Linked DNA regions of Mus musculus: regions 1, 2, 3, 5 and 6 are each linked to region 4. The links are chromatin contacts, called in public HiChIP or PLAC-seq and promoter capture Hi-C maps. All regions are on one chromosome and are shown on one strand. The core of a region is the stretch at or near the end of the contact, and the rest is flanking DNA. Distances in the headings are between cores, read along the strand shown.

Evidence for each region. Promoter capture Hi-C pulls out the DNA fragments that hold promoters and counts their contacts. HiChIP or PLAC-seq counts read pairs in DNA pulled down with a chosen protein or histone mark.
Region 1: a contact with region 4 is called in a promoter capture Hi-C map of the 3T3-L1 cell line, with 4 times the contacts expected there. The contact joins the enhancer-like site here to the promoter of Nkx3-2 in region 4. A contact is called at or near these places in 12 of 39 promoter capture datasets (the 3T3-L1 cell line, the C10 cell line, HPC-7-derived erythroid cells and 7 more), 1 of 484 Hi-C or Micro-C datasets (embryonic stem cells) and 1 of 115 datasets of contacts at active chromatin or transcription factors (embryonic limb bud).
Region 2: a contact with region 4 is called in a promoter capture Hi-C map of second pharyngeal arch cranial neural crest, with 4 times the contacts expected there. The contact joins the enhancer-like site here to the promoter of Nkx3-2 in region 4. A contact is called at or near these places in 8 of 39 promoter capture datasets (the 3T3-L1 cell line, 3T3-L1-derived adipocytes, the C10 cell line and 4 more), 4 of 115 datasets of contacts at active chromatin or transcription factors (embryonic limb bud, embryonic stem cells, pancreatic cancer cells and 1 more) and 3 of 9 other capture datasets (adipose tissue, embryonic stem cells and liver).
Region 3: a contact with region 4 is called in a promoter capture Hi-C map of the SN4741 cell line, with 2.3 times the contacts expected there. The contact joins the enhancer-like site here to the promoter of Nkx3-2 in region 4. A contact is called at or near these places in 12 of 39 promoter capture datasets (3T3-L1-derived adipocytes, the C10 cell line, the HPC-7 cell line and 8 more), 2 of 484 Hi-C or Micro-C datasets (the G1E-ER4 cell line and nephron progenitors), 3 of 115 datasets of contacts at active chromatin or transcription factors (craniofacial prominence, embryonic limb bud and embryonic stem cells) and 2 of 9 other capture datasets (adipose tissue and embryonic stem cells).
Region 5: an H3K4me3 HiChIP or PLAC-seq map of embryonic limb bud shows a contact between it and region 4, with 9 times the contacts expected there. The contact joins the enhancer-like site here to the promoter of Nkx3-2 in region 4. A contact is called at or near these places in 6 of 39 promoter capture datasets (the 3T3-L1 cell line, the C10 cell line, hippocampal neurons and 3 more), 1 of 484 Hi-C or Micro-C datasets (nephron progenitors) and 1 of 115 datasets of contacts at active chromatin or transcription factors (embryonic limb bud).
Region 6: a contact with region 4 is called in a promoter capture Hi-C map of the 3T3-L1 cell line, with 4 times the contacts expected there. The contact joins the enhancer-like site here to the promoter of Nkx3-2 in region 4. A contact is called at or near these places in 10 of 39 promoter capture datasets (the 3T3-L1 cell line, 3T3-L1-derived adipocytes, the C10 cell line and 5 more), 2 of 484 Hi-C or Micro-C datasets (cortical neurons and embryonic stem cells) and 1 of 9 other capture datasets (adipose tissue).

What each region holds. Positions count from the first base shown.
Region 1 is chr5:41,368,619-41,371,499 of GRCm38.p6, reverse strand. No RefSeq gene overlaps it. Among named protein-coding and RNA genes, the nearest start is that of Gm35380, 250 kb to the left of the region's middle. Within about 2 kb of position 1,364, at least 6 of the 459 cell types and tissues checked have an H3K27ac peak or open chromatin away from gene starts, as enhancers often do.
Region 2 is chr5:41,324,595-41,327,552 of GRCm38.p6, reverse strand. No RefSeq gene overlaps it. Among named protein-coding and RNA genes, the nearest start is that of Gm35380, 290 kb to the left of the region's middle. Within about 2 kb of position 1,707, at least 1 of the 459 cell types and tissues checked has an H3K27ac peak or open chromatin away from gene starts, as enhancers often do. A contact at or near this core is called in second pharyngeal arch cranial neural crest, where this site is marked.
Region 3 is chr5:41,417,952-41,420,782 of GRCm38.p6, reverse strand. No RefSeq gene overlaps it. Among named protein-coding and RNA genes, the nearest start is that of Gm35380, 200 kb to the left of the region's middle. Within about 2 kb of position 1,457, at least 21 of the 459 cell types and tissues checked have an H3K27ac peak or open chromatin away from gene starts, as enhancers often do. A contact at or near this core is called in the SN4741 cell line, where this site is marked.
Region 4 is chr5:41,762,937-41,765,934 of GRCm38.p6, reverse strand. It overlaps Nkx3-2 (NK3 homeobox 2), which reads left to right and starts at 1,715. Exons shown (of 2, transcript NM_007524.3): 1 at 1,715-2,456. The coding sequence starts at 1,991. Gm46910 (a long non-coding RNA gene) reads right to left here. Exons shown (of 2, transcript XR_001784850.2): 1 at 2,932-2,998; 2 at 850-1,111.
Region 5 is chr5:41,390,634-41,393,690 of GRCm38.p6, reverse strand. No RefSeq gene overlaps it. Among named protein-coding and RNA genes, the nearest start is that of Gm35380, 230 kb to the left of the region's middle. Within about 2 kb of position 1,345, at least 26 of the 459 cell types and tissues checked have an H3K27ac peak or open chromatin away from gene starts, as enhancers often do. A contact at or near this core is called in embryonic limb bud, where this site is marked.
Region 6 is chr5:41,444,187-41,447,053 of GRCm38.p6, reverse strand. No RefSeq gene overlaps it. Among named protein-coding and RNA genes, the nearest start is that of Gm35380, 170 kb to the left of the region's middle. Within about 2 kb of position 1,418, at least 11 of the 459 cell types and tissues checked have an H3K27ac peak or open chromatin away from gene starts, as enhancers often do.

The DNA of each region.
Region 1 (2,881 bases), core at 115-2,614, 390 kb after region 4:
TTCAGATAATGTGTTTTTTAACATATTCTTTCTCCATTTTTCCCCTAACCCCTTCCAGAAGCAACTTACCTCCATTATTCTCTAATTAAAAACAAACCATTAAGTTCAATTTCTGCTGTCCATATATCATATATTCCTGGGTATGGGGCCATCCACAGGACAGTGGTGGACCTACTAGGACCATACCTTTAAAAAGAAACCAACTTGTCTTCCTCAGAAGTTTTGAACTAGCCACAGCTCCTCACTTGGGAGTGTGGTGTGAGATCCATGCATTCCTTCCCTTTTTCTAGTACCTTTTGGGTAAATTCCTTCATCTCCTTATCTTCTGTTTTGGACAGAATAAGCAATGACAGGACTTTTATGACCCTTTATCCAGTGCATGTATTTCCATGGCTATAGATAGTAAATTATTTAGATGCTAACTCCCCAAGTACTAGGTATATATATTTTAAAAATCACAGTGTTTCTCTGATCTTTGTGCCACGTGCAGAACAGTGCAAGCATTCAGTATATATCTGACGAATTCATGACATCCACAGGCAACCTATGTCCTGTTCATTTCCCAATCATTCAAAACTTAGTGATGCTTCCTTTTCCTCAAGGATCACTGACTGACCCTACTCCACAGGTAAATTTCCCATCACTTCTGTGGGAGCTCAGACTTGGTACTTTAGGATTGAGGCCATGGAAGCTTCAGATAATCTGAGAGGGGAGAGGGGAGAGGGGAGAGGGAGAGAGGGAGAGAGAGAGAGAGAGAGAGAGAGAGAGAGAGAGAGAGAGAGAGAGAGAGAGAGAGGAGATACATAGTTATCATCTTCTTTGCCCAGGTTGGTGACCAATGAATGGCCTGAGGCTTAGCACTGCCCCCCCCCCCCTGCGGGAGGACTCTTCTGCTCTCTCAGCCCCCTACTGCTGCCATCTGTTGATAATTACTGTCCAGTCTCTGCTGAGAACGTGTGATATTTAATATTTCCTCACCACTTGAACAAACATATGGCGATAACAGCGAGGCACTTGGCCACAGGAGTAGAAAGATATATTTGCATGAAAGAATCAGTGTACACCTTGGGCCAGGCAAACAACTGCCTTCTCTTTGCAAAGTTATGAGAGGTCCCCATGGTTGAGATGCTGGAGAATAGCTACATTGACTTAGGAAGTATTTTTGGAAGAAAACTCTTAAAATCCAAAATATCAAGAAGATTGGAAAACAAAATAGAACCACTTTTCACAACTGATGTGATTTTGCTCTTAATGAGCGCTCCTTGGGCTTGCTTTCCACCGAAAGTCTGTAGCCTTTTTAGAGGTAGCTCAGAGCCTTGCCAAGCAGTGGAGACAGAAGAATGACATTTTGTGTACTTGTTAAGAGAGGCCTCCCAGTCAAAACCCCTCCCCCCTCCTCTTTCTTTAGTCCTGTTTGGAGGAGGGGAGGCGAAGTTTCCAGTTTCATTTGCAGGTGGGGAAGTTCAACTTCCTGCTTCAAGAATAACAACAAGATTCAACAGGGACAGGCTCCCTGCCCTGATTTGTACATACAGTAAACCCTAGGCTATTATCTTGATCCAAAATAGAGTGCTTTGTTTCATAAAACTTTTAGACCTGAGGCAGGGCAGAGAGAGACTACTGCTGGCCATGCTGAGTGGACAGTGGTTAGGGGTGTGAAATACAGCCCAAGTTAGCATTGTATACTATCAGAAGGAAAAGATCAAGCCCGGTCCCAGTCTTATTCTTCATCAGTCTTTTGCTACTGGAGAGAAGGTAAGTTTTTTCGTGAACTTGTTTGATTTTCTTGACATTTATTGTGGTACAAAAAAGTTAATAAGAATTTTAGAGTAAGCACCACAACCCTTGATTAGACCCTACAAATAGTATTTATATGTTCTGTTTCCTTCACCAAATGCTCACTTTTTATTTCCCTCATAGTGTTGGTATCAGGAACCAGCTTACAGTTGCAGGTCGCGTCTGAATCCAGCAATGCTGGTGATGACACTCATAGGCGACAGGGACCCAACCATCTGTTGCATGGCATTCGCCATACATTCCCAGAGTCCATCTGGTTTACCTCCCTTGTTTACCTGTGAGTGGTTATATCACAGCCGAAATAAAAGGCAGACCCACTTGACCTCTGCTTTCTCGTTTCTTCCTTTGTCTCTTTCGTTCCTCTTTGCCCCCTTCTTACACAATAAAGCTCTCTCACATGGAACTGCATTGGCGTGGTGTGGTCAGTCCAGATGTGAGCCATGATTCTATCACAACACATAGTCTTCAATCAACCTATAGTATTTGTGTTGATGAACTTTACAATATGTTGCAGGAAATCATGAAAACCCTTCCCATCCCCTATTGAGACAGAATCTCCAGTTGTTTATTTTTCTTTCAATATTATTTATTTACATTACATTCCAATATCCCTCCCTTAAGCCACCACCCCACGGCTCCTCCCCTTTTCCCACCTCCCCTTCTATTCTGAGAAAAGGGAGGCCACCCTGGCTATCACCCTACCCTGGTACATCAAGTCTCTGAAGACTATGCACATTCTCTCCCACTGAGGACAGACAAGGAAGCCCAGTTAGTTGAACAGGATCCACAGGGAGGCAATAGATTCAGAGACAGCCACCATTCCAGTTTGTTAGGGGACCTGCATGAAGACCAAGCTACACATCTGCTACATATGTGTGTGTGGGGCTAGGTCCTGCCCTTGCACTTTCCTTCATTAGTGGTTCATTCTCTGGGAGTCCCCAAGGGCTTAAGCCCCCAGTTAGTTAACCCTGTTGGTCTTTCTGTAGAGTCCCTGTCCTTTTATGGTCTCTCAATCCTTTCCCCAACTCTTCTACAAAACTCTTGAGGTCCATCTAAGGTTTGTCTGTGGGTCACTGCATCTGTT
Region 2 (2,958 bases), core at 458-2,957, 440 kb after region 4:
TAAATACTTAAACATGGAAAAACAGACCAAATGTTTCTTAAATATTTGCTTAATATAGTTAGAACATGTGAGTTGTAAGCCTCTAGCATATATGTTAAATGTTTGACTAACAACAAATGCAATAAAATGTTTCACTTGAAATGTTAAGCAGTTGATAAAAATGTGTGAGAGTCGACAGATCATGGTTCCACCCACATCTCTCTAATTAAGGGTGAAACAAGCAAAGACCCCCTGTTGTCTGAAAATTCAGACCTTTTGAATTTCATAGTCTGACTAGCTGACTAGTTCCTGTACACACCTCTCTACTCACCGTTGCCTGTTTAAGGGTATCTAAAATACTTTATTCTTTTCAAAAACCCCGGCTTTTTAAAAAAAAGTTATTCCTGGCTATTTTAAGACACATTTGGGGGTGTCTCTTCTCATTGAGTGTAAAGAGATAAGTCATGCACTAAAAAATGTCATTGCATAACTGAACAGAAAGAGTCAAGTGCACAGTTAGCAGGTAGGCGACCTTGGACATGTCAATTATCTCTCTGCATCTTTCTATAAAATTTGCAAGATTAAAGAACCAATTCATTGGGCTGTTATGAGGAATGAGTGTGGTAAAATGGATGAGGGGAGGAGGTGTGAGGTGTCTGGGGAACAGGCATTTCAGTCAACATGCTCCTCATGATATATGCAAGATAAAATTTACCCTGATTATTTATTGTTTTGAGGAATTTTACTTTTTAATACTGTTTAGGCCTCTTCGGGTGGATAGAAGGTTTGTTTTCTGTCATCCACTGCACTGTGATTTACATGATGCTATTTTCTGTCTATCACAAATGTTGATAATGAATTAATATGAGAAGAAACCAGGGGTATATAGACTCCATCAGGCCATCTAATATGTCTTACTCATTGAGCTGATGGTATTCTCTTTAGCTTTTGCCAGTTTATAGAACATCAGAGATATCTGATTAAATGAAACTAACTAGAGGCATTTCTTCTGAAGTGTAAATTGTTTGCCTTTTTATCCCCCACCCCTCAAATTTATTGCCATGAACTTGCTGTAAATACTAGGAAAATAGTTTCTAATTCCATGACTCTGGCTCATCACATATCAAGATCTTGATTTCCTTATCTGCATACTTGAGAAGAAAAATACCTGCTATGTACGCTAAATGAGCAGGTGTTTGGAAAGATTTTGGAACAGGGCTCACCACATTCAGCAAATGACAGTCTCTGTTTAGTAGATTCCTTCATCTTATTATAAATAATCAGTGTAGTTGCATATACAACAAGGTATCATGTGATTTACCAAATACATTACTTCAGTGTTATTCCTGTTATTTAGCAGACTGGAGGCATCTGATCTTTTCTTTTGTGATTGTCTGCATTCTTATTTTCCACCCCTAGATTGTCAGTAAGCTTGGAAGGAAAGAGACCTTATGCATTTGCTCCATCTTACTTCCTTGGAGTTCCCTTTTCTGGTAAAGCTCATTTGACTACGGCTCTTTTTTTCCTGTGTTTTTCCATGCAGAGACAAATACTTCCAGGGAGGATGGAATTCTGTTCACCTAAGAGCAGATAGTGCCAAGCATGGAATATCAACTTCATGGAATACCATCTTCTTAGGTAAAATAAACAGGTCTAAAGACAACGGATTACCAAAACTACCTCCTTTTTCAAAGAAAATACTGGTGGCTTGAGAAAAAAATGAAACCAGTAATTGAGTCCAGATGGTTCAGCTGCCAACAAGTCTGTCTCCTAGAGCCAGCATGGTCGAGGGCACTAGGAAATTAACACTATGGAATTAATTCCAAGTCTACAGCAATTTTGCACACAGTGCTTTAACACTAATGGTCCAATGCTTTGTCTCTGTGTCACTAATAGGTCCATGGTTACTTTTAGAAAAGTCTCAAGAATTATCCTCCTTGACACAGTGGGCCAGGTTAAAATTAAATCCTTTCTTTTCTCAAAATGTTATGCTATTATTTTAAATTTAAGTACATGTTTTACATCTTTATCTCTTTGCTTTAAACATGTGATTTACTGTGGGGAAACCCACTAATGATTAATTTAAATGCTCTGTTTTTAAGATGAGTGAAAATTTAGTATCTTCCTTAATGTACAGTTGACAAAACTTATGAGGGAATGATGGGTTTTGTGGAGCACTGTATATATGCTACAAACTTAAAAAAAATAATGATTTTATTTAGATATAACCACATAACTTAAAATTTCCCCTGTTAATGGACACAGTTCTGTGGTTTGCTGTATAGCTATTCAAACATCATTACCATCTAATTTCCAAATATGTTCACCAACTCCCACCTCCAGAGAACCCTAGTACCTCTCAACAGTTAACCCTCATCTCTCCATTCCCCAACTCCTGGCAAACACTCTTTTATTTTTCACTTCTAGATGTATGCCTGTAGATTTCTCTGGCTTCTGGGAATCTCATATGAACAAATTCATATTTCATCAAGTTTTTTCTCATCAAGTTCATTTGTCTCAGCACAGTGTCTCTAAATCCCATCCACGCTACACTACGTGAGAGTAGCACTATCTTCGCTATTGCTGAATACTCTTTCTTTGCATGGATATACCACACTGTCTTCATTTATTTTTTTATTGAGGTGGAGTTGGATTGTCTCCAAATTATTGTCTGTTCTGAACATTTTTCTTCTAAATTTTATGTAGACATGTTGTTAAAATCTCCTGAGTAAATACTCAAGGATGGAATTGCTGAGTGACATGCTAATTCCTCTTTTCAAAGGTGATTCACATACCACATATTTTGAATTTTAAAGAGATAAACTTCTTGTTTATGCTGTTCAAGGATGCTGAGTGGATGGGTTAACTGGCACAGAGGGTTTCATTCTAGTTTTACTGATGCAATCTAAGAACTTGCTTCAAAGGATATATGACATACTTTCTTTGGAGTGTCACAAGTGAAGTATTAATGGTCTCTAG
Region 3 (2,831 bases), core at 208-2,707, 340 kb after region 4:
GAAGAGCTGCATTCAAGGCTCTGAAGGTCATGGTAAAGATACAATGTCCAAGATGCAATGGATAGCCTTGAGTGATTAGGTGGCGTTGAAATGATCAGATATGAGCACATCACTTGATTGAAATCTCTTGAGTTTAAATGTAGCTGGAACTATGAGACATTTGCTGGTAGAATGAACCAGTCCTGGGCTACTGGTCTCATGGTACTAACATAATCCAGTCAGGGCACATGTTCTTTTCTTTTTCACGTATGGGGAGAACCAGGATAGTAGGAGTCATGACTGAGTTGTCCCTGCCTCCCACAGTGCTTTGCGCACAGTGCCTTGTCAGTAAATGTCTACTTCACTGGCCTTAATTATGAGCTCCTGGAGGTTAGTAACATTTGCCCAGTTTATTTTGTAAAGTGGCAGCCAGCCCTTAATAAAAGCCCTTTGGTGATGAGTTGGGCTTTAGGAGCCCTGGTTTGAATGGATCATTCCACAGGTGACTCCTACCAAGACAGAAGCTAATCAAGGTTAACAGTGACCAAAATAATTTATTCAAATGACTTCTCTTTAGTCAAGTGGTTTCCTGCAATGGCTTTTGCATATTGCTCAAAGGTGTCAGTGTTCAGGCAATGAAACCAAGATGAAAAATCCAAACTCCATCTTGCTTGTCCAGAAATAATGTACTTTTTTTTTTCATGGCTGCTTCCCCAACTTTGGAATTAAACACATTACATTCCTGGGAGTGCGATTTCAACTTCTTTACGTTTATGACACAAATGGAGCCGTCTGTCCTCCCTCTGGTCTATAAAGGTGAGACTCATTAGAAGGAGGAAATTTCCTTTATCATTAATAGGCCTCACTCACATGATAAAAACCGTCTCTACTTCTGCCTCCTTCGAAAACTCCGATTCTCATTTTAAGCAGTTCCCACATACACTATTTATCTTCCGCAGTTTCTCAACTCTCAATGGCACCATTATATCCTTTATTTGAAATCATAAAACATTGAGAATAAAAAAGAAGCAAATTAATCCTCCCAAGGGGGAGAAGGAAGACAGACCCTGCCAGCTTTTAAACTGTAGGGTTGGACTGGCCTCGAGACGGTTTTCTTTTTCAACAGCTTAGCTGGTGGGGGGAAATGAGTGGTTCTGACAGAGAGCCCTGAAATGAAATGCAGAGCTATGCAAACGTGTTAAAAATTCATATCTCCAAATAAAACCTGTTGAAAGCCCAAGAAATAAACAATGCAGTCTGGAATGGGAGCCTCTGGAAGCTCCAAAATGGGTCACTCTGCTTTTATTATTCACCATGAAAATAATAGCTTCCGCCATGATGTGAAAACCACAGTTTCCTTTATCTGTGGATCATGCCAGACTGAAAACATTCAGAAAAGGACAGTGGCTGGGAGAGCTGAGTGCTGTGAAGTGGCAAGTCCAGGATCCTGTCTTGGATGCTGGCTAGCTCCGTGCAGTTGCATAAGTCACTTAACCTCAGCATGACTTCTGCCCCATCATCAGCCTGGAATTAAGGAGTTGGCCTTTCCTCTTGGGCTGGGATTTGGGCTTCCTGGCTGCCAGTTAGAGAGTATGCTTTTGCCCATTACAATTTGCTCTAAGGAGTCTCAAGGTTGTTGTGAAAACAAATGATAAAAGTCAGTTAACAAGCTGCCTGCCATCAGATCAGCCAATGGGGAAACAAGCCCAGAGAATGCCTCAAAGTGAATCTCCAGGTTTGGGGTTCTGGAAACAGATTGCACAGCTAGTAAAGCCTTTAGTTTTTAAAATATAATTGAATTTTATTACTGTACAACTTGTAAGGTACAGCTCATGGATCGTTGGTGGATATCAGATTCTCGTAAATTATGAGAATTATCAATTTGAAACCATTTATGCATGGGATATTACAATCCGAAGGCTCTTGGTGATGATCTGATCCAGCCCATTTGTTTTTCTGGAAAGACACTTGTAGATGCTGAAGTTTGATTAACCTATCTCTGTTCCTGGATGCATACATCGCCCGAAGATCTTGCCAGCTTTGAGACTGGACTTGGGCCATAGTTGAATTAATTTAACGGATTGGACATGAATCGTCCAAGAAGGCTGAGTATACTGGAAGCTTTGCCTAGCTGTCAATTTGATGGTAGGTGGGAGAGATAAAGTGTTACAGTGATGATGTCTTTTATTGAAAAATGTGATACAAATGTCAAGAAAAGCGTCATTTAGAAAAATGAAGGGCATAGGTGATGACTGCAATGTTCGAATCAAAAAACTTGCAAATTTCAGTTTCAGTCTTCTTGTCTCTTCTTCCCTCCCTTCTTTCCTTTATCCCCCCTCCCTCCCACATCTCTCTTTCCTTTTTGCTCTGTTCTTACGACTCAACATCAGTTGTTTAACTGAAGAGCCATTCTGGAGAGAAAGCCATGCAAATCTAAGTTCTAGCAAGCTAACACTGAGAGGAAAAACCAAGAAAGCAGAGGGGAATGTAGGGGAGACAGGAAAGATTTACTCTGACTTGCTAATTTTCAGAAGGAAATTAGTAAAATTGATTCCAGCAAAAACTCTAAGTGGACAAATAGAAGAAAAACAGATCAAGAGTTGTGAATATGCTGGGCAGAGAGCAAGTTCTTAGAGAAATCTTTCCCTGAGGGAGAAATAAATATTTAGGAGAAATCACTAACTGTAGGGGTCGTTAAAGTAAGGATCACTCATAGGATGGAAGCAAACGCGCCTGTCAGCCAAGTATTAATCCAAAGTCCTAGACTTGGTGGCAGTAACATGATTAGTTATTGTGGGTTCTGGAAGAAAGTATGACCTCTGGCTATAAAGTCATGGAAATATGTATTTTTA
Region 4 (2,998 bases), core at 466-2,965:
AACAACGAATTTAAATCTTTCCCTCAAAACTTACACAATTGTGAAGAACTATGAAGAGTTGTAGCCCCTTCAAGAGAGGCCCATCCCTTACCCCAAGGGACCCTGCAGCATCTTCATAGGGCAGGAAAACAGGCAACTGCAAGCCACGAAGTCTACAAGTTTCTAACCTTCCTCCCGAGGCGAGGCGGACGACTTTGACTGGGTAACGATTTCTCCCCCGCAGTGCGGATCAGCTCTGGGAAGCAGCTGCAGGAGGCCTTCCCTATTTTAATGACACCAATGAAGTGGCCTCCTCAGCTTCTGAAATTAACATCACAACTATTTAAATGTGTTCAGAGGTTCAAGCTTGTGTATTGGACCAAGCCTCGGGTCACATTTGTGGAGCAGTCAGTAAGATTTGTCACTTGAACAAACTTGTCATTAAAAAGATGTTTAGTAAATAGGCAACATATGTTTTGACATAACCACAATGTTTATATTTTGTATTTACTTCCTTCTAGTGAGTAAAATAACTTGGTTCTTATTTTTAAGGGCATTAAATCTCAGTTCTGGATCTCACTATTGTGTAACTCCCAGCTAGTCTCTTTCAAACTTATCTACTCCTTCTCAACTCACAAGAAACAGAATATTTAAAGAACAAATTAAAAGCATTTTTATGTTTTCTTCTTGATGTAAAACAAATTGAACAAATCCAATTAAATTCAGAGTTGATTGCCCAAGGAGACGAATACCCAGCTCCAAAAATTCTCTACCCAAATGCTTTCCAATTCCTCGCCCCACTTGGTGCTTAACTAATATTTTTCAACCTAGCTTTTTAAGTCGTCTACAGAAATCCAATCCAATCAAACGTAAAATGATAGGAGTACTTAGTAGAGTGATTTTAATTATCAGATTACTTCAGTAAAGAGCATTAGCAGAGAAACAGCTGAGAAACTTTAAGAGTGGAAGGAAAAAAAAAGATGAATTTTGTTCTTCGACTCTGGGCTCCTTCCTAGAGAACAGAAACTATACGTCACATCTGGAGATGCTTTCTGTTGAGTTTTCGCCGAAATTTTGAGCTGGGGTTCATACTGGTGTTCCAGAAAAGCGCTAGAGTCGATGGTTATCGGAACTGAAATCAGAAACAAAGTTTCGGGATGATGGTTCTCCTCGATGCTGAAGGATGCTACTGAGAACCAGGTTTAGGAGGGAAGGGGTTAAATCAGACCCTGTCTTTTGCTACTCAACTGGTGGACTAGAGTCTCTTAAAGTCAACGGCCTCCAGTTGGAACCAGCCAATCCACTGCCGGGAGAGCCCAGGACAGCTAGTGAAGGGGCGTGGCCCGATGCTGTCACTCAGCGGTGAGGAATGACACTCTGATGGGAGGGGGGGGGGGGTACAGTGGAACGCAGAAGCAAAGAGAAGAAACAGATAAAACCCCGGCAGAGGGTAAAAGGTGTCCCCGCTCTTCTCCGATTTTAGGGGCCTCAGCTGTCACTGCGGGCGCCAGAGGAGTAGGCTCCGGAAAAGCCAGCCCAGAGGGGAAGAGGGAGGACCCGCCAGGAGCGAAGCCCTACAGGCCGGGAAGACAGAGGCGCACAGAAAAAGTGACTTTGGGCGGTGCGCCTCGGCGGCGCTCCGGAGGCGACTGCAGACGCGGAGAGGACCCTTGACAATTCTCGCCGGCCTCTCCCCAGAGGACAGACCCGGGCCGGTCCCCAGAGGGCCACGGGCGAAGAGATAATCGGCCGGGCTGTAGGAGAAGAGCATCTGGCGCTGGATTCCAGGGGAGGGGGTCCTGGCGAGGTGGGCCTGTGAGGTGGGGTGAGGGTCGGCGCGGATCCTGGAACTGAGGGGGGCGGGGGCTGCTGTGCTGCGCAGGAGTGGGTTGCGGGGGCCTGGCGCGCCCCTCTCACTCGCGCTGAGGTCGCCCAGAGCTCCGTGTCAGGCTCGAAGCTGTCCCCGCGCCCCAGTTGCCCTCCTGGCTGCCGGCTCCGATCTGCGGCGCAGATGGCTGTGCGCGGCAGCGGCACCTTGACGCCCTTCTCCATCCAGGCGATCCTCAACAAGAAAGAGGAGCGCGGCGGGTTGGCTACGCCGGAGGGGCGCCCGGCACCAGGGGGCACAGAGGTGGCGGTGACCGCGGCGCCCGCCGTCTGCTGCTGGCGGATCTTCGGGGAGACCGAGGCCGGTGCGCTGGGGGGCGCCGAGGACTCTCTTCTGGCATCTCCCGCCCGAACCAGAACAGCCGTGGGGCAGAGCGCAGAGAGTCCGGGAGGTTGGGACTCAGACTCAGCCCTGAGCGAAGAGAACGAGGGCAGGAGGCGCTGCGCCGATGTCCCGGGAGCCAGTGGAACCGGCCGCGCCAGGGTGACCCTGGGCCTGGACCAGCCAGGCTGCGAGCTGCACGCCGCCAAGGACCTGGAGGAGGAAGCCCCGGTCCGCAGCGACAGCGAGATGTCAGCCAGCGTTTCAGGTCTGCTGCTGCGGGGGGTTCTCCAGGAAGGGGGCTGGGCTGAAGGGGGTGGGTTAAGAGGTCAAGCACTCTGAGGCGGGGTGGGCCTACTGTGGGAACACGACGCCCTGCCGGGCTTAGTGCTAGCGAAGTCTCCAAGTTCTTCGCGTTGGCGCGCGCTGCCCCAAACCTGAAGCAAGTGAGCTTCTTAGAGCCGGGTGTCCTGGTACTATGTGGCCTGCGCTCTGCACCAAGAACTTTGAGTTCATCTGCAGTGCCTCAGCTGTGCCCATTTAAAATCTCTAGATTTAGGAAAGGGGGACCAAAAATCTATGAGGTAGATCCCTGACACAGCCATGCCAACGACTGCAGATCCTGTCACAGCGTAGGAGTGGGGAGCCTTGGGAAAGGGCGCGTTTAACTTCCCTTACCCCAGGACTGGCAAAACAGCCTTTGGCTGAGTACCTAGGGAGCTAGAAACAAAAGTAGCAGTTACCTGAAGGCGGGAGATGGTGGGGAAGTGTGGTTGAGGTGGTCTGGGAGGCGCTGGATCGTCAAGACTC
Region 5 (3,057 bases), core at 96-2,595, 370 kb after region 4:
CCCATTTAGTTCACCAAACATAGCGGTACCTGTTCTCCGGACTTGATTTGCTTCGGTTTATAGCTCTTTATCTCTCTCTCACAGGATGCTGGGCCCTGGGCTTCCAGAAAAGGTTTCAAATGCCCGCCCTTTCTTGGTCCCAGCCTTCCACTGACTCCCACCTGCACTGTGGGTTCTGCAGATAACAATGTCTGTCGGTGCTATGATGTCTTAAGAAAGGATTAAAAATAATCATTTATGTAGAATTCTTACACTAGAACTTATGGCTAAAGAAATGATAGTTGGGAATTGTCCCAGGAGATGTATGTGTGTGAGTGTTTTGGGGATCATGGATCCGGGGGGAGGGGTGAGGGGTGTTGGTGGTGAGGTTGAGCCAGAAAGGCTGAAGTTTTCTTTTGGCCAAAGAATCTCTGCAATGTGTGAGTGGGATTCCACGCCAGAAACGCTGAGGGAATTTAACATATCAAACACAAATAACAGTGACACGCAGCCGGCTCGCTTGTGAGGCAGCCTTGTGCAGCGTTGGGCATCCTCCAGCCTGCGGTTTTCCGAAAGCTCCTAAGTATACACTCTGGATTAAGGTTGCTGCTTCCCTCTCCAAGGCTTTGGCCTTCAGTCCGAAACGCACTCAGGCGCAGGTCCCATCGGTGGAACCCAAGGCCAGGCAGTCCCCAGCTCCAGAGTCATTTAAGATTTTCTGTGGCTCAATTAAGCATGTGCAGCGCCCCGCAGCCGCAGAGGGCTGTTTATTCAGTGAAAGTGCTCTGTAATTTATTTAAAATAATCCATCTTTCACAAATAAAGGGACCATTGATGGGTCCCCCCTGCTCTCTGAGGCAGGCCTCCACGCAAGGACCCCTCTTGACAGTGGGCTTTGCTGGTCACAGCTTAAACGGCTGACAAAAGTGATTCAGACTTATTAATTTTTTTTCCTTTCTCTTAACTTTCTCACTCAAAACGTTTGGTCATTTACTAAACTGTCTTGTTTTCTTTATACTAGTAATCACTGTGAGCATCCCCTTCTCTGTCTTTTAAATTTTTCATTTTTAAAATTAAAGGTGAGAGAGAGAGAAAGAGAAAAAAAGCACAGTTTGGTCGTTAAAATGATTAATGCCAGCCAATTTGATAATCGCCGGGTGGAGGTGCCAGCCATTCTGGGGTTTAGGGCAGCCTGAGACCCAGCTTCTTTATAGCCCTGGGCTAATGAGGGGCTGCATTCGGGGCTTTTTTACTGTATATGAATTGATTAACTGAAAATAAGATTGTGTCCGCGGGTGACACCCATTGACAAAGAGCTCTTTCTTCTCCCAGCTTCCAGTCCCGGGTTGCCATTTGGACCTGAAGACATGCCTTTCTTTCTCCTAGAACTCCAGAAAATCATTGGATGAACCTAGGGAGGGCTACCCCAGAAGTCTGACCAGCTTTAACGACCTGCCAGGGAACAAGAATGTGATCGTTGAGACCAGCGTTCAGGGATCTGGACTGGATAGGTCTGAGTGGGAAGGGGCCGGGGGCCTGGAGCTGTGCTGGCTGCAGTGGAAAGCTCCGTTTCCTTCTGTTGCTCTGTCTCTTCCATCCTTTCCCAGATGAACCACAGCTATGCATCTTCTTTATAAAGCTTTTATGCATGTGTTTGCATCACTGGTCATTGAACATATGCTTGCACTTCAAATGTTTGCCTTATGTTTGGAGAATTTCATAGTTGATACGATGGAGGATAGGATAGGATCTACCATACATTCCTTTTAACTCCCACCCATATCATCCTAGCACACTATTTTCCCAACTTCATCTCTCCTCCCTCCCTCCCTCCCTCCCTCCCTCCCTCCCTCCCCCTCCTTCCCCCCTCTCTCTTTCTCTCTCTCTCTTTTGATACCCACTAAATCTAGTTGGTGCTGCCCATTTGTGCATGGGGTGGGATCATCCACTGGAGCATTGGAAAACCCACCAGTGCTCACATTATTCCCCTGCCAGTAGCTTCTCAGTGAGGGGTGGGGCCTGGAGAGTATCTAACCCATCGCTGATGAGACTTTGGCTGGTTTGATCTTGTAGAGACTGTGTGCAGGCAATCACAGCTGTTGTGAGTTCATGATTTCAACAGCCCTGGCCATGTCCAGAAGGCAGAATCTCACAATGAGGCTCAGAGAATGTTGCAAAAGAGGAGAAAGAAGGGATGTAAGAGCCAGAGGATTGAAAAGAAATCTGTGTTCTGTGTAGGGCTGAGCACTGAGGCTCATTCTTAGGGCTTTGACTAATTATACTCCATTCCAGTGACTAAGAACCTCCTCTGACAAAACTTGAAAGCAGCCCACATTTATGGGTAAAAGCATAAAAACTTAGAAGGTGAGTTGAACTCATGACATCTAGCAAAAAAATAGCAGAGTCCTCCCCACTCCCACCCCGCCCAAGGGCTTATGACCTCCACAGCTAGTTTTGATCAGGATTACAATATTAGGGGTAAAATTCTCCCCTGTGAAGTAGGCCTCACATTCAATCAGAAGCCTTATTCCATAGTCCCTATTACATCCCTGAGTATGTCTTGCCAGGCAATATTTATACTCCAGCGCTGGGTAAGACTGACCTGTTTTCTCCCCTGTTTGCATGCATACACCCTCTGGTTATATGAAAACTAGCCACCAGAGCAGCAGCTTTCTGCTCAGTTTGAGATTGAGTCCTCTATATTCCACAGCCAAAGTGCGTGGTGTCTTCAGAAAGGGGGTCTTGGTGAGTAACTGAGGAAATGGCCATAGACTACATTGCTTTGGTACCTCCGTGACCAACAGCTCCTAGAGAGACACTACGTGCCTTACACCATGACTCTATTTAATAACCTGTCTTATGGGAGAGCCATTGTTCACCCATGCACGATAGTTCTCTCCCATGACTACAGTAGTCTCTGAACTGCTGTCAAACTTCCCTAGGTAGTCCTACATGAGGAGGGTATACGAAAGCTCTGGCTTCTCATGGAAAAGCATTTCCGATGAGTTTCTAAGTTGTATACATGAGAACTCATGAACGGTAAAATCTGGCTTATTCCTGAGACACCCCCAAGGAATT
Region 6 (2,867 bases), core at 169-2,668, 320 kb after region 4:
TAATAGTGTCTGCTAAGCAAGCAAGAGGACCCGAGTCCATATCCCCAATACTCACATATGAGCCAGGTATGGTTGCGCATGGGTGTAACTCTTGTGCTCTCTGGGTAAAGACAGAGAAATCACTGGAGCTGGCATGTTTCCATTATAGAAAACAAAAGCAAATTCCAGGTCCAGTGAGGGATGTCATCTTAGGGGGACTAATGTAGGAGATGACAGAACAGTATATTTGTTATTTTCCTCTGGCCTCTGTGCCTACAAGGTCAGATATGTGTGCATGCACCACGCATTATACATCACAAACTCTAACACTGCCACCAAAAGGAAATTATTGTCTTTCAATTAATGAGAAAATTTAGGTCAGCAGAAAAAAAAAATAAGAGTAAGAAGGCAGAAGGTATTAGAAATAGGGATGACAGAAAGAAATTGACCATGATATTTTATGTTTTTCAAGAAAGTTGCTAATATGACCCTGAAGTTTTGGCAGCTTGAGGATGCCATGCCATGTTCTCCAATTTGCTACTACTTAATCTGGCAGTCCTTTTGACAAACATGTGCTTCTTGCTGAAGGGGTTTGCAGCCCCATAGGAGGAACAACAATATGAATTAACCAGTACCCTCAGAGCTCCCTTGGACTAAACCTCCAACCAAAGAAAACACATGGTGGGACTCATGGCTCCTGCATATGTAGCAGAGGATGGCCTAGTAGGTCATCAATGGGAGGAGAGGGCCTTGGTCCTGTGAAAGTTCTATGCCCCAGTATAGAGGAATGCCAGGGCCAGGAAGCAGGAGCAGGGGAAGGGGGAGGAGATAGGGGGTTTTCTGAGAGGAACCAGGAAAGGTAGATAAAGAAAATATCTAATAAAAAAAACTTTTAAAAAAGTGTTCCTCTCCATGTTCTTGAGGGCAGAGCTCATGGTACATTTATGCTTGTATCCAATGCCTTGGAAATTAAAATGATAAAAATAAGTAAATGACTAGTGGAAAAAATAGGGGATTTTGGCAAAGCATTTAGTATCATTGCCATTTCATAGATGAGTAAGAAGGCTTCATGCCAGAAGTGATGCCACCAGACCCAGCCACTCCAATTCTTTGTTCTTTGGCTCTTCTCTCTTTGTCCCTGGTCAGCCTGTGTGGCTTCAGCAAATGATGATAAATGAGGTTATTCAGACAAGGCTGGGCAGCTCTTTGCACATGCCACATTTGGCTGCAGTGTATACCATGAGATGCACAGCACTGTGATATACTCATTTCCTTTGTGAGGAGGTGGGCGGTGGGGGTGTTCTTTTCTTTCTGCCTTTGTTCTTCCTTCCACAGTTACAACAAACATTGCTTAACAGCATCCCTGTAATGAGCATCACACCAATCAACATATACTAAACAGAGGATATCACCGAGGGTATGAGTCATGTGGCATTTAGGCAAAAAGTCATCCAGAACACACATTCCTTAGTCCTGCAAACAATTATGACTGTGGTGTAGCTATTATCTTCTAGGACAGCCTTTGCAGCCCATTTTGTGTTAAATGACTAAAAATGCCCTTACTCTCTGAGTACTTTAGCACAATAGTCCATGGCAGCTCAAATATTGCAAATACTCTCCATTTTTACGTATAATTTTACTTTTCAAAAAAGAGCCATGTACTGAGGAATCAAAAGCTATTTTCCACTAGCAAAAAAAGTATTGGTTTTTTGAACCAACTTTGAAGCTTTGTCTTGTGCTATCCAGGAAAGGAATATATACATTTTTTTTTGCATTTTTAAAGCAAAGAAAGTATTTATTTTACGAGGACAATTAAATGGATTTCCTATGCAACAAGCTCACTAGAACACACACCATGTATGTTACATAAAACAGACATACTTCCACGCCAAGGGAATCTCTGGTCTTTTCGCTTCCCTTCTCACCTTTCTGCACTTCAGTGATGACCGAGTGATGCTTTTGCCTCTAGCTGGAAAATTCATAAATCTGAGGGAAGGAAGAGGTTGACTTCTTGGCTGTTCCCTCTCTCTCTTTCTCTCACAGACTCGTGGCTCATTTATCAAAGGGCTCCTCTCTGAGAACATGCCTGTAACACCTCAACATCCTTGCAAGCTTTCTGTAAGCTTTTTCTCTCAGCCCCAGCCCCACCCCCACCCCCACCCCCACCCCCAGTTTGGTTTTTTGAAGGCTGATGCAACTTCTGGAGGGGAAGAGATTTGCAAGGTTAAAGGGAAACTTCAGGAGGTGCAAACAGTTGCCAGAATGTGCACTGAGTGGAAAGGGACTTTGCTACAAAAGGGTGCTTAAACTGAGATGACCAGAAGTGGCCAGATATGTGCCTTGAGAGCGTCTGATTTAGGTAGTTATCCAGAGCTGTGTGGCTTTATGACAACCCATGGAATGCTGGCTATGGAATTTTATCTGTGAGTTTCAAACCTTTCTCTGAAATGTTCAGAACCCCAGGATTTATGATAAACAAATTTATCTTCACTGCTATTCCAATTTCCCAAGGAGACCAGAGAATTCCCTGAGGTCAGATCTAGCAGAGAAACACTCCAGTTTTCTCCTTCCTCTTACTTTGCAGATCTCCTTGCTTTTTTCAGATCTGAGCATCACCTGTTCTCACGCTTATGGTCTTCTGATCTCTCCCTTATTGTCTATCAGCCGTTTTGGATTTCGTGGTTCCACAGTAAAGCCGACAGTTTTGAAGCTTTTGCTCCCAGTTTGGCTTACTTTTAGCTCAGTTTTGTCATTTTGAATCAGTTACTTGATCCTCAGTTTTACTGCCTGCAGAGGCAGAATATCATATCTCAACTTGGTACAGGTCACCATGTGCATGACCAAACAAGAGCCCGTGAAATGCTCACATGTAGTACATGCTCTATGAG